Linked DNA regions of Mus musculus: region 1 is linked to region 2. The links are chromatin contacts, called in public Hi-C maps. All regions are on one chromosome and are shown on one strand. The core of a region is the stretch at or near the end of the contact, and the rest is flanking DNA. Distances in the headings are between cores, read along the strand shown. Region 1 overlaps Zmat4 (zinc finger, matrin type 4). Region 2 has its middle 41 kb from the start of Gm30471.

Region 1 (4,916 bases), core at 2,247-4,746, 120 kb before region 2:
CTATAAAAGCCTGTCAGGAAATGGTTTAAACTCACGAGCTAAGTGCATTTGCTGGTTAAATAAATAAATAGATAAATAAATAGCAAACCGGTAACTCTTGGAAGAGGCAGTGAGAGTCCAAGAGAGTCCAAATGCCTTTGACAGACAAAGCCAAGCATCAATTAGGACCTGCCCCAAATGTCCAGAGAAGAACCAGCCAGCAGACAGATGGGCTCTGAGCAGGAAGCAGGACTCTTTGTCTAAGAACCTTGAAATTCCTAGATTTGGACTCCAGCCTTTTGCAGGGAACAACTCACAGAGAACAACTCCACAAGAGCTGTCCTGAGGCATGAGGAGAATGTGCAGCCAGATCTGTCAACGTTTCACTAAACGGTCTGCAGAGCAGCCAACCTTGGAGAGCCACTATTTGTGAACCTTGGTCTAGATGGGCTCCCTAAATAACACTCATTTTTCTTTCCTCAAAGTCTTTAAAACTTCTCCCTTCTGCCCCATCTCTCCCACCCTTGTGCCCTGCTTTCCTATGCAATCTGCCCTCTGCCTGGAGGAAGACTGGTGGTGTGGTTTCCACGCTCCTTCCTGGATGCCCTAGAAGATACCTGGAGATGGTGGAGATGGCTTTACTGAATGTAAGGATACAGACAAGGCTGTGGCACGCTCTGTCCATCCTGGCTGTGGAGTCTGTAATTAACGCTCTGGGTGTTTGATAGCCTGCTCTATGCAGAGTAATTAAAACCACCGCATTGCTTCTTTTTGCAATTCCTCTGATAAATGGTATAAACTAGCAGCATGCTGGAGCTGTGAGGTTCCACCTCGCTGTCCCATGGCTTCCCCTGCCTCAGCAGCCTTCCATTTGGAGGAAGGTGGAGATAGGGACTGCACTGCAGAAAGGAGAGGGTAGGCAGGAAGGACACACCCTAGACTCTGGCAAGAAAGAGTTGGAGGAAGAGCACAGTACAGGGCTCTAGCAGTTTCCCCTCCACTTGTTTGGGACAGGAGGCCCAGAGGGGCTCAGAGGGGCTTTTATCCGAAATTCCACAAGTGTAACTTCACACTATCCTCTGTCCTTAAAGGGCACCCCACCCTCCCAAGTCCTATGATACAGAAGTAGGAACAATCCAGTCCCCATGGACAACACAGCTTTTCTAATTTTCAGCATCTCTAACTGTAAAATGGGTAGCCACTCTGACTTTCTCTGTTCATCACACGGGGGCGTCTGGGAAATTAAACTGCCTTGTGTCTAGGACAAAGCTCTCCCAGCTGCAAAGGCTGTAGGTTCTTGGGTTATCTATGCCTCCTTGAGACTGAGACAGAATAGGGAAAGAACAAGTCAGCGTGTTCCCAAAGCCACTTGGCCCTGAAATTAAAGCAAGGGGCAGGGAGGAAAGACTGAAAAGGGAGGACATGGGAGGACAAAGGTGCTTCAGGGAAAGTCTCAGTCCTCCTCCTGCCATACAAGGTGCTCCTGCCAGCCTCAGGCAGTCCGCTGACAATGCATAACTCCACGCAGATGAAATGCCCTTCCCTAACAGCTTGCATCCTTTCTGGAATTCAGTTGTGAGGGAAACGAAAATGGAATATAGAAGTCACCTCTGCTCTGGGCGGTCTCCCTGGCCCCACCTCTATGTAGATCCCTAACTGCATCCAGGATGCATGGTTGAATCTACATCCATCATGCCAGTGTCTACAGGGCTTTGACAAGAAAACCGAAAACCAGCCCTATTAAACCTTCCAAAAGTGCTGACCTACCTGCAGATTATGTGGGATCATTCCCAAAGCACACATGATGTGGCCTCTAATTTTAAGCCAAGAACCATTTTTCAACAATGTAACCATGAATTTCTTTTTTTCCCCCAAAGGGCAAGAGAAACTCCATGATTCAATGTATCTTTCTCTCTCCCCTTCCATTGGCCAGTTAAGGAAAAGATGTTGCTCCAGTGGAGGAAAATGAAATCTATATGACTCCACTAACTAGGAAGCGAGGTTTCTGATAACAAAAAGGAACTCTTGGAAGTAAATAAATCGACCTCCAAGCTGCACTGGACCACAAGAGCATAATCCTGAGGCCGTGGGTGTAGCTCCAAAGTGCAGAACTATACTAATGTAGTCTAGTTGCATATATTGTATATATAATGTAGTTTAGTTGTACATACTATATATATGATATAGTATAGTTGTATATACTGTGGATATATATATGTATGTATGTATATATATATATATATATATATATATATATATATATATATATATATAAAATGTAGTATAATTGTATAGTAGTATAGTCCTTGGCCTTAACGGCTACCAATCAGGAAAGGAGTGGGTCTGCTCTGGCTAGCTTTATGTCAACATGACACAAACTAGAGCCATCTGAGAGGAGGGAAACCCAATTGAGAAAATGCTTCCATTAAGCTTCAGCCCTAAGGCATTTTCTTAATTACTGATTGATGGAGGAGAGCTCAGCCCATTTTGGATAGCACTATCCCTGGGCTGGTAGTCCTAGGTTTGATATTAGCAAGCCATGTTGAATAAGCCAGTAAAGGGCACCCCTCCACAGCCTCTGCATCAGTTCCTGCCTCCAGGTTCCTGCCCTGCTTAGTCCCTGTCCTGGCTTTCTTCCATAACGGACTGTGATGTAGAAGTGTAAGCTCTACAAACCCTTTGCATCCCAAGATGTTTTTGGTTGTGGTGTTTTATCATAGCAATCAATGGTAACACTAACTAAGGCAGAGGAAGGGGGACTCAAAGTATTATGTCATCCCCTCTCACACCATTTGTCCCACTCTGGCCACAGAGTCCACACCTGAGTATGGTCACCTGTCAGATGTCTTGAGGATGGCCAGAAAAATGTTCATTGAGCCCTAGCAGCACCACCACAAACAGAAGTCATTCTGTGTTGTTTGCACAAATCGGAATGAATCTCCTAAAGAAAACCCATGTGGTGAGCCTGCAGGAAAGACGCTCTTGGGACACACACTTAGGTGTCAGCATTGATTATGACCTTTGTTAGTTACATAACTCAGAAAGTCATTTAATCCCTGAACCTCACTCAACTTGCCTATAAAGTGGTCCATGAAAGCACTGTTTTCATGGTGGTAACATTGTTGTGAGAATATGAAGTGCCTCGTCCTTCTTAGTACTCAATAAAGACCCAATAAAAGATCGTCAGTATCCTTGATGTTGCCGATGACTACAGCTGTATGATTCTCATCTATTCTGTCCGCCATTTCCCAAGCCTCTTCCCTGCTGATCCTGGTCCCATAAATGTGGGGTGTCAGCACCTCCGTCACTGCAGCTGTTCCTGGGGAACCTGCCTCAGAAACACCTCAGCCTCCAGTGCCAAGAAGACCTCAGAGGTCTTCTGCAGGTCACCGAGCTCTGTTCTTGGCAGGGGGCAAGTCATGCTGGGAGGACAAGCTGCCATCAGGCTGGCGTCGCACATGGCAAGGTCAGCCTGCACAGCTGCCTAGTGGGAGCCCAGCCCACAAATCTATCTAGAAGGGAGGGGGGAGACTGTGTGAGAGGGATAAGCACAGGCTGTCAACATCCTCCCTGATCTGCAGGAGCCCTGGACCACTCTCAATGAGTAATATCCCTGCTTCTTTGCTTTTCAGTAACGGAGATGTGATCCAGAACCCCAATTAGGCTAGACAAGAGCTCTACCAATGAGCCACTCTCCCATCCCTAATGTCATCGTCTTTAAACCATCAAGCATACAGACACGGGCCAGCACTGCACAGGGAAGAGTCATCCCTCTGCCTCTCTGAGTACTTGCATTATTTACTTGTAATATATTTATAAGTAATGACATTTCTCCACCCACCTCTCTCCTACAGACACAGAAAGGAGGAGTAAGATGAAATGCTATTAGCCTCCCAAGAGAAAGAGATGAAAAAGCTGTATTCACATCTCTTGTGCACCCAGATCTTAGAAAATAGTTGCCGAGTCATGCCGCCTTGTCCCCTGGAAAGCACACACATACATTGCTTATCAGGTATTTCCCTAGACCTGGATCATGCTCAACACACTCCTCAAAGGGTGGAAAGAAGAAGATAACTCACACAGAAAGTATTACTCACTGTGTCTTCTATGCTTCTACAGTACCATGACGGGAGATAAATAGAGCTTTGTATTATGAGTCACACTCATGAGAATCCCCTCTAGCATCCAACTCAGTGTCTTGCACGGAGTAGGCACTTGGAACAATATCTACTCAACTGAGGACATTCAGCAGAGCTCAACCCTGACTTGGGGCCAGGAAGAACTACTCAATTGACCTACCTGGTCACCACCCCAGTGGCTTCCCACTCAACACCTTCACTAAGATGTTCGGGACATAGTCTGAGATCTTGTGGACCATTCTGTCTCTTCCCTTCTCACCCTCTATATGTATTAGCAAGAGAAACTGAATTCCCTTTAAGAAAGATTTTCCTAACTCTGTTTCTCACTAGCTTTAGCTAAAGGCCAGAATTGCAAGCCCCCATAACTTCTGGCAGAGACTATGATCTTCAGCCCAAGCCCTACCCCCTTCACTTTGCCATCCTCATCTGGCCAGGATGATCTCAGCTATCAAAGGGCTCCTGTAAGCCTTCAGCCATAACCCTGGCAAGACTAATCAGGCATCTGAAATTCCCACTGACTCAGAAGCCCTGCCCTACCCCACCTTACACTGCCCAGTTTTCCAAGTATATATCATCCCTGACACCCTTCTCATGGTTCATTTTCCATTGGCACTGACACCAGCCATGACCACCTCCAGAACACCAGGTCCATATCTGAAATGTCCCTGTAGCTGGGCCCCACATAGACACTGCCCATCTCCCTCTTGCCCACCGCTCCCTAGCCTAGTTCCTCTGCCCTGGAGCACTTCCCAGTACAAAAGGTGATATCATTTTTGTTTCTGTGTTTCCTCACGTTCT
Region 2 (4,378 bases), core at 455-2,954:
AGAAAGAAAGAAAGAAAGAAAGAAAGAAAGAAAGAAAGAAAGAAAGAAAGAAAGGAAGGAAGGAAGGAAGGAAGGAAGGAAGGAAGGAAGGAAGGAAGGGAGAGAGAGAGAGAGAGAGAGAGAGAGAGAGAGAGAGACAGCACCATCTTCATCATCTCTAATGTCTAAGAAGCAAGCTGTTCCTACAGCTTTTCAAACAAATCTCCCATCCCACAGACATGAGTTCTGATTAGACCACCGGTGGCCCAGCACCCAGAGTGGGGCACACTATTGCCGGGGATGGGTAGGCAATCTCCCAAAGACACCAACCACACTGCTCTGTGACGCTACGGCTACTTGGTGCTACCAGTCAGCAGTGCCATTTGCCTGGGTTTCAATTTAACGTTGTCATGCCCAGCATCTACAGACGCAGAGAGATCTCTACCCTCCCCCCAAACAAGTCTGGCTCATTTCGCACTGAACAACAGTGAACTTAGTAGGCCGTTACCCTTGGCTAGCATTATCCCTTGCTCCTCTCTGCCTTTGGCCAGCTTGCAGGTCCTCCTTGCTTGTAGGAGCTGCAAAATCTAGTTGTTTTCTGTCAGCTGTTTATATTGCCTTCCACTGTGACTAATAGGGCTCAGAAGAATTACAACTACCAAGTCCTCCTTTTAAATGTCATTAGCAGGGATGCTTGGCACTTGTGCTAATAACACCCCAACAGCCCTTTTGCAAGTGACTTAAGAAAGATGTCATCCCAGTGCACGGTCCCTTTCTGTGTGCCCAGCTTGTCTTCCCTTGGAAGACCTGGATATGCTATCCAGCACACTAAAGGGGAAGGTAACTGGCTCCAGGCGTTCGGCCAAACTCAATGGAGAAGTACTTCTTGGTATTGCTGGTGTTCAAGACTCAGAACCTGAAGTGCAGAGTTTCTGTTTATTCAGTTCAAGACAACCACTTTTGGGAAGTGACGACTCCAGCCCCATAAGCCCCTTTCACTAAGGCTTCCCTTAAGACCTGAGACAAACAACAAATGGGTGGTGGTGGGGAACCAAGGAGGGTGAGGGGGGACAGGTAACAGGGTGAAGAAAATGGCCCTGGTACCTGAAACAAGGTGTGTTCAACTTCTGAGATCTTCTAATGTCTTGTAAAGTTCATATTATTGTACAGACATTGAGAGATCTTGTGATAATGATGGAGACTGTGGGAGGAGGGGAAAGTGTGTGTGTGTGTGTGTGTGTGTGTGTGTGTGTGTGTGTGTGTGTGTGTGTGTGTGGTGTGTGTAGATATGTGTGGGTGGGGGGGTGTGGGTGTGTGTTTACATATGTCCTTGTGAATGAAAGTGTGTGTGTGTGTACCTGTGAGTGTACGCACATGTGTGTGCATACACAGAGATGCCAGAGGTTAGCCCCCAGTGTCATTCCTCGGGTACCATGCATCTCGTTTTTTATGATAGGGTTTCTCACTGGCCTGAAACTTACCACATAGGCTAGGCTGGCTAGCCAGATACCACCAGGAATCTGCCTAGTTCTGCTTCCTGGCGACTAGAATTGCATGTATGTGGCACCATGCCCAGATTTTTTTCTATGTGTTCTGTGGATTGAACTTCAATCTCCATGCTTGCAATGGCAAGCACTTTACCAACAGAGCCACCTCCCCAGCCTTAAGTGCCCGGAGTTCTCTCATTGTATTATTATCACTGTGGAAACTAGGCTGCATACATTCCGAGTCAATGTATCCAGTGTGCTCCTGTGGACATCAGCTGCTAATGCCACCTGGTAACAGATGGCTACATGTCAGAGGAAAGGTCTGAAGTGCAGTGCTGAGGCCTGCTCACAATTCCCAGCCCTGCCACTCACAATCTGCATTGTCTAGAAAGAGTGGCTTTCCTTCCCTGGGCTTCATGTGCCCATCTGTAAGCTAGCAGGGCTGTGCTCTCTGGAGCTCTGGGCTCTTCCGTGCTGCCAGCTCTCTTGTACCTGTGGGTCCCTTTGCTACCTGTGCTCCCACCTCCTGCACCTGCTCCGTGCATCACTAGCAGTCTGTTCACTTCAGGAGTGCCCTTGGGCTGACCGAGCCAATGCGCGTCCTTGTGCTCAGAGAATGGAAACGTCTTGGAGTTAGGCCCCTCCTCCCTTAGAAAACCTATAACTTGGAAGTATGGAGGCCCTGCCCCTTCCCAACTCAAGACCTTCCGGGGACTCTGCAGCCCCTGCTAAGTCAGCCTCATCCTGGCTTTCTCGCTTTCCCAAACAGCTCACCTTCCCTCCCAATTGGCCTAGAAAAACATGCACATTGACAAAACGGAACTAAGTAACAGGAGGGACAGCTTCTTCGCTGAGATATTTCACTGCTGGAAATGGGGATCTGCAGACTTGACCAAAACAGGCTCACTGCACCTCAGGTCGCTAGCTATAAGGAGACGCTCCACGCTGTACTGCACTCTACTTTCTGAGTGTGCCCTGTCCAATCACAGTCAAAGAAATGACCACAGTGAGCAATGTGTTTTATTTTTTATGTTGCTTTTGGATGTGATCTCGTGCCTCCTGTAACAAACATTTACATTCAATTTATAATACATGTTTGTTATTGTTGGATGTCAGGTCATAGCTATAGAACCCAATATGGTGTACCCTGAACTTGGACATGCTTTGTTTTTATGCTTTCCCAGATATAATCTATAGAACGTGCCAGACAGTTTTGTTTAAATTGATCTGTCCTGAGAAAGTTCTGGGAAAAAGGCTACTCTGTCAGTGTTTAGTAGGTCCTTACTGGCATCTGTTTACATGTTTTTCTGATCATGTTTTCGTGAACTCAAACAACCTTCCTTGCATCGTTGCTTTCTTTGTTGCATTCATGCATAAAAGTAAACTGAGACTGAAGGAAGTGTGTCAATAGCATTAGGCTGTAGTCCCTCCTGTTCTTTCCAGTCCTCAGACCCCACGTCTCTCAAACACAGATCTGCACAGGTCAGTGAAAGTCAACAGTGCCCCTGGCTTGGGACTCCATCACATGGTAGGCATGTATGGCTGGGGATGTAGCTCAGAGGGCTCTGGTGTGAAATGTCCTAGGTTCCATCCCTAGCACTGCAAAACACAAATTTACCTAACCAGCAAATGAGGGTAAAGGTCGACTGAGGATGAACCATACTGCAGGACCAGATGGAAGTTACTGAGTACTGCCTCACTGAGAAGCCAAAGCCCAAGCCCAAAGACTGACTGAAGAGTACAGTCATGCCCTTCTTAAATGCTTGCGGACTTCTCTTTGCCTCCTCACTGGGACCTGGTTCTCTTTGCTCTGTCTTGAATAGACATGAACGTCTGTATATGAGCAGTAAACTTGAGGGTCCTGACCCTGGGGTCTACTTTATCAGGCAAGATAAACAAAGATACACAAGCATCAGTCATCTATAATATTTTAAAAGCCAAGAGAAATCCAAGAGGAAAGTCTAATGGTTGTAGGGAGTTGGTGTGTGTTCCCCCTAGAACAGTGGTTCTCAACCTTCTTGATGCTGTGACCATGCAATAGTCCAGTTTCTCATGGTGTGGTGACCCTAACCATAAAATGATTTTCATTGCTACTTCACATCTGTAACTTGGCTACCGTTATGAATTGCAATGTTAAATATCTGTGTTTTCTGGTGGTCTTAGGTGACCCCTGTGAAAGGGCCTTTCAACCCCCAGGTTGAGAACCACTGGCTCTTGAGAGCATTTGGTGGTTGCAGACAGGTGGAGGGGTGTGAACTTGGAGAAGGGCAACAGCAGTAAGTAGGGGAACCAGAGCGGGTGCAGCAGGGACTTCCAGACAGGAAGTCACAGAAGCCACAGCACTCTGTGAAAGAAGAGGTAACAATGACTTCACTATAATGAGACAGGAGGCCACCTAGGGCACAGCAGGAGACCCATCCACCCTTCCACTCAGGGCTCCAGCGTTCACCTCCAGTCTGTCCAAGGTCATGCCTGCATCTTTCAGCACCCAAATCCAGACCCGATGGGTACATAAGAGGGTTTGTTACCTCTCTCTGGCCTCCTTATTTCTGTCCCTCTAAGGATGTCAAAGGCAGAGCCTGCTAATTTAAACCACGGTTAAACCCCGATGCAGAGCCTCGAATCACTTAATGAATAGAGTGTGATAACCTGCTCTTCACAAAAGGGGGAATTAAAAACTCATTTATATCAGTGACAGAGTAGAAAGAAAACAGCCGTCTTGCTCCGGCCTGATAATGGAGATACCAACCCTGCTTTATGAACTCCTAATTAGATCTCCTCCATCTCTTGTTTTGATTTCATGTTTGCCTTTTTTTTAAAGCGAAAGGAAGAATAGCTACCATGCCCCACCATGTATTGTATGGGCAGAATACCGATGAGGAAGTGCACCACAGCGCCACCTGGAGGCTAAG

Evidence for each region. Hi-C and Micro-C count contacts between places; a contact is called where the count stands out from the background.
Region 1: a contact with region 2 is called in a Hi-C map of cerebellum, with 2.8 times the contacts expected there. The contact joins two enhancer-like sites. A contact is called at or near these places in 4 of 484 Hi-C or Micro-C datasets (the N1E-115 cell line, cerebellar granule neurons, cerebellum and 1 more).

Annotation. Positions count from the first base shown.
Region 1 is chr8:23,723,986-23,728,901 of GRCm38.p6, reverse strand. All of the region lies in intron 1 of Zmat4 (zinc finger, matrin type 4), which reads right to left. Among named protein-coding and RNA genes, the nearest start is that of Zmat4, 57 kb to the right of the region's middle. Within about 2 kb of position 3,496, at least 18 of the 459 cell types and tissues checked have an H3K27ac peak or open chromatin away from gene starts, as enhancers often do. A contact at or near this core is called in cerebellum, where this site is marked.
Region 2 is chr8:23,605,662-23,610,039 of GRCm38.p6, reverse strand. No RefSeq gene overlaps it. Among named protein-coding and RNA genes, the nearest start is that of Gm30471, 41 kb to the left of the region's middle. Within about 2 kb of position 1,704, at least 2 of the 459 cell types and tissues checked have an H3K27ac peak or open chromatin away from gene starts, as enhancers often do. A contact at or near this core is called in cerebellum, where this site is marked.